2 separate regions of the Xenopus laevis genome follow, and region 1 is linked to region 2. The links are chromatin contacts, called in public Hi-C maps. All regions are on one chromosome and are shown on one strand. The core of a region is the stretch at or near the end of the contact, and the rest is flanking DNA. Distances in the headings are between cores, read along the strand shown.

Region 1 (2,700 bases), core at 188-2,687, 57 kb after region 2:
AGACCTGCTGTGAAAGACTTGGTCTAATGTACATGGGCTTCAAATTATGCAGAAAAACTCCAGACTCACTAATTCCTGCCTGAAATTTATTCTGGTCTTGCTAAAATTTCAGTAGGGTTTAGCCCAGGTCTAGGAATAAGACTAGTGATGGCCGAATTTATTCGCCAGGCGCGAAATTCGTGGCAAATCAGCCCGTTTCGCCGCCATCTAATAAAATCTTGAATTTGCCGCAAAAATTCGCCAGCGATGAAAGATTTTTGCCGCCATCGTCCAAGTTTTTCCGATGCCAGCAAAGGTTCCGGCGATGGCACGGATTTTGAAGACGGTGAATTGACGCAGGCGTCAAAATCACCATTTTGCAAATTTTTCGGCAGTTTCACGAATTTTGCGGGAAATTTATGAAATTAGCCCATCACTTATTAAGTCTTGGCCTATCCACATGACAATATCTATGCTTCATCCATTTGATAACAATTGAACTTTTATGATCAGTGTATTGCTGCATATATCACTTCTCAATGGTTTCAGCTTACACGTTAATGTCCTCTCTAGAATATCTGCATTACTGTAATGCAAAATATATTTTCCTTGTAAACACTACTGGCTAAGTTATAAGGGTAGTGCGCTTCTATTGGCTACACTATATGAATATGATGATGTCATTCAAAGAAGTCAGTCGTTCATTGGGATGGCCCTGGAGCAATCATTTGAGGCAGAAGTGCCCATACTTTACTAATGTGAGATCTACTATTAGTGATGTTGTTCCATTATGATCTACATCCATAAAAGCATTGTTAGCATTCTGTTCAATGGAAAATATTACTTAAATAGTGATTTATGGGAAAATGTTTATTGCTATATTTAACAAACACCTTTTTCCTTTGTAACCTTAACATAGTAAATACAGTATCTGAATGAAAAGCATGAAACAGGAGTGTGATATAGACAAGCTGTTTGTTGACAGTGTCTTGAGATCTAATCATCATCAGCAAAAGGTCTACTTGTAGATCCCGCTCTACCTTTTGGGCACCCCTGATTTGAGTTGTTACATCTGGCAATGGAACAAGAATGTCGTGTGAGACCACTCAGTAACCACACACAGACTCATTTAATCATTTGTAGTTGTGCTCAGTATCCATGGTACTAGAGCAGTGAGCAAGAGTTGTGCCTGTGTATGCATATGCAGAGCTGTAGCACATAAGCAACTGCATGTTCTACATCAGAAAATTTGACTCTGAGGCAGCAGACCCCATCTGAAGGGTCATCTGAAGGGTCTAGGGATAAAACGAAATTTTTAGCCTCCAATACCTTCTCACAGGAGGACCCTCATACATACCCGCTATCCAGGGCAGACCCCTCAGGTACATTTCTTTGTCAGGTACTACTTCTGTGGGAACTGGAGCATTCTCCTCAGTTAGGCTTCTTGCTTTAAGACCATTATGGTCCATTTTCTTCCCTGTACTACTGACTCTAATGTTTTAACTGGTGCTGCACTTTTCTTACTATCCCCTCTCAGCTTCCCATGCTCATTAATGTAATTGTTTCTTGCTGCTATAACAAAAATGTATGTTCTGGTCTGAGTTCTGTCTGTTCTGAATGTGATACGTGAGGCTCCTTCCTTGCTTCCTCTGAGGTGTCTTGCCAGCTCTTTGCTTACTTCTTACAGGAACCCCTTCCTATGCCAGAACTTTCTATGGTGATTTTCCTGCTTGTGTGTTCCATCTAATGGCCACTACCAGTAATCACACCTTTTAGTTTTAATTTCTACTACCATCTCCTGGTGAACATTGTACATTACAGCACAGCAACATTTTAACCCTTTTTTCACTCTTACAAGTAGTGCACAGTAGTCTGCAAAAAAGGTGTTCCTCTGGCTTCTCTGGTCCCTTCTCACACTTCAAAAACATAGCTTAACTGACTTTTGATTAAATTAACTCTAGTCTGTATGAATATGTAAGGGAAACTTAGATTGTAAGCTTCACTAATGCACGGATTGAATAATGAACAATGCTGTAAAAGGACTTCATAACTGTCAATTGGACTAGTTCCTTGATCAACTTGTACTATAAGCTATCTTTCATAACCCTGTATTCCCTAACTTGCTAAAAAGCCATCCAACCCCTTCTTAAAGCTACCTAATGTAACAGCCAGCACAACCGACTCAGGGAGGGAATGCTACATCTTCACAGCTCTCACTGTAAAAAAAATCCCTTCTGAAAATTTCGACAGAATCTCCTTTCTTCTAATAGCAATGGGTGACCTTATGTCAGCTGCAAAGACATAATGGTAAATAAAGCATTAGAGAGATTATTGTATGATCCCCTTATATATTTATACATGGTTATCATATCCCCTTAAGTGCCTCTTCTCCAGTGTGAACAACACCAACTTGGCCAGTCTTTTCTCATAGCTAAGATTTTCCATACCTTTTACAAAGCTTAGTTGCCCTTTTCTGCACCCTCTCTAATTCAATAATGTCCTGTTTGAGCACTGGATTCTAGTTGGGTCCTTACCAGCTCTCTGTACAGTGGAAGAAAAACCACCTCCTCCTGTGACTTCATCCCCCTTTTAATACAGCTCAAGACCTTCTTTGCCCTTGCAGCTGCTGACTGGCATTGCTTGCTACAGCCATGTTTATTTTCTACAAGGACTCCAAGGTCATTTTCCATTATGGATTTGCCTAGTGAAGTCCTTATTATC
Region 2 (2,700 bases), core at 68-2,567:
GTGCTGTGTTGCTGTTGGTATTCTTAATGCTGATATCCCCACAATAAGATAATTCAGTGAGGGTTTTTGGTATTTAAGGCCATATGACCATGAGAAACACCTATTTCACAGTTTATTTAATGAAACCCCAAGAATATATGGGGAAAGTTTGATTTGAATTGGGAGATATATATCTTCTGCCACCTAAAAAGACGATGAAACCCAAATTGACTAGGGGGTTGGCAATTAGTTTGGCACCAATTGCTCTATTAGCTAAAATGGAATTTATATATATATATTTGTGTGTCAGTCTCTAAGCTCAGTAAGTGACAGCAGCACAGATCATGTGCAGTAAATCAGCAGAAAAGAAGAGCTTTGAGCTTTAGTTCTTCTTTAAGTGAAGTGGCATGGCTCCTGACATTATTAAAAACAATTATTTTAGCATTCCAGTCAGCCTTTCTTAGAGTAATTTTACAAGCTGTGTTTCCTGACTTTTTGTCAATTGTGATCAGAAATGGGCCCCGGTTTTTGATCTCTAGACCTGCAAGTGCACCAAGGGGTCCATTCAGGTGCTATTGAAAGTAATGAGGAGCAATCCCTGTTACCAAAATTTTCAGAATTGTGCCATGTGCCTATATTACTTAAAGAAGTACAGACATTTAGACTAACGTCACACTAGATTGTTTTCTGACCAAAATCTGACCCATATGCACAGGAACAGCCGGATGTTACTCAACTTCCTGGCCGAATGCATTGACGGAATTAAGCATTTTGGGGGTTTTCGCCACTGCGTGTGACATAAAGCCATCCCCCTTCAAGGAGATTAAATATGTTAAATATGTTAATATGAGAGGTATATTACAGTATATGTGCAATAAATACATTATAATACACAAAAGCCATGAATATCTTGTAAATTATATCCTTATAATACATAAATGCCATGAATATCCTGTAAATTATATCCTTATAAACGGTTGCGGGTAAAATCTCTGTGTGTATTGCCGATTGCACGTTTTCAGTGGGAGACTGTCACTTGCTTTGTCTATCGTACGATTGCTGTCAGGGGCAGAACATCGGCTGATCTGTTCTTTAACTACTTTATTTGGTCGGAATGGTAAGACTTTGATCTGAATGGTTAGTAGGAAAGTCCAATCGTACATTGATTCGTACGATCGGATCTTTGCATCTGTGGCCAGCTTTATCCTTGAAGATATACATTAAAGATGGCCGCACATAATGTATAAGCACCCCCCCACACACACACACACACACACAACCTATCTGCTTGTGTCATGCTTAATTAGCAAGAGGTCTTGGAACAGAAGGTTTGGGATACCAGTCGTATTAGGAGGCTGAAGAGGTAGAACTGGATTTTCCAGTTTTTATTGTTAGGCTGCTTAGGGTATGCAAGGTGTTTAGTTAACCCTGTGGCAGTTTCTAGAGCAAAATATCAGATTACACACAATTCTCCTCCACTGGATCACTGTACAAGAAGATGTTTCAAAAGACATTCACCTCTAGAAGCAATTATTTGTAGCCAGAGACTTAAACAGGTGTCACTATTGATATTTATAATGTACCAACAATTTCTGTAGTGCTGTACAATAACGAGTATACAAAAAACAACAGATAACCAATACAAGAGGTAACATAGTAAGTTAGGTTGAAACAAGACATAAGTCCATCAAGTTCAAACTTTAAGTCTGTATATAACCTGCCTAACTGCTAGTTGACCCGGAGGAAGGCAAAACCCCCCATTTGAAGCCTCTCCAATTTGCCTCAGAGGGGGAAAAGTTCCTTCCTGACTCCAAGATGGAAATCGACAAGTCCCTGGATCAACTTGTACTATTTTAGCAAGTGAGGGAATACAGAGTTATGAAAGATAACTCTGTATTCCCTCACTTGCTAAAATACATCCAACGCCTTCTTACAACTATATAATGTATTTGCCAGTACGACGGATTCAGGAAGAGAATTCCACATCATGCTGTATGTATATTACCATTTCTGTCTGGGACATTAAAAAGTGTTGAGTAATCTACTACTGAGCAACCTTGCTGATAACAACAGTCTACAAGGGATTTTTCACCTTCCAACAGTTTTTTCAGTTGTCACCTACACATAAAAAACTGTATAACAAAAGTTGTTTGCAAATTAGACATGGAACCCATAATGTGTTTTTCATTAAAGCATCCATACCTGTTATAAAGGAGTTTAAATATGCGACCTGTCAATCAAATATTACCTGCCCCGCCTCTATGCCTGAGTCATAAAGGTGGGGCAGTAAATTACTTTCACTTTCCATTCAGCACTTCCTAGATGTCACTGCCCTCCCCACATTCCCCCTTCCCTCCTCACACTCTATAATTGTGTTGGGCAATGTGTATGGGCATCAGGTTCCCCCATTCTGGTGCATACACAAGATTTTTGGGCGATACACAACTTGTCTTAATAATAGTGTCCACAAAATGGCTCTTGCCTGTGTGCTGTGATTGTGTAAATCCAAGACTGAAGGAAACAAAATTTAAATAATAAATGTAGTGTAAGAAAGTTTTATTTTGCTCAACTAAGATTATAAAAAATAATTTGGAATTATTTCCTAGGGTGACAGGTCCCCTCTAACATTTTAATGGGATATGGTTGTAGTCAGAAGCTCCTGAGTCTCAGTGCAAAATTTGATGCAGGGCTCCCTACTTATTATCCTATAAGACACACGGC

The links. Hi-C and Micro-C count contacts between places; a contact is called where the count stands out from the background.
Region 1: a Hi-C map of animal cap shows a contact between it and region 2, with 4 times the contacts expected there. The contact joins the promoter of LOC108698616 here to the enhancer-like site in region 2. A contact is called at or near these places in 3 of 4 Hi-C or Micro-C datasets (the XL177 cell line, the XTC cell line and animal cap).

Annotation. Positions count from the first base shown.
Region 1 is chr8L:69,826,057-69,828,756 of Xenopus_laevis_v10.1, forward strand. LOC108698616 reads right to left here and starts at 1,438. Exons shown (of 7, transcript XM_018230234.2): 1 at 1,337-1,438.
Region 2 is chr8L:69,769,389-69,772,088 of Xenopus_laevis_v10.1, forward strand. No RefSeq gene overlaps it. Among protein-coding and RNA genes, the nearest start is that of sertad3.L, 10 kb to the right of the region's middle. Within about 2 kb of position 1,318, at least 2 of the 7 cell types and tissues checked have an H3K27ac peak or open chromatin away from gene starts, as enhancers often do. A contact at or near this core is called in animal cap, where this site is marked.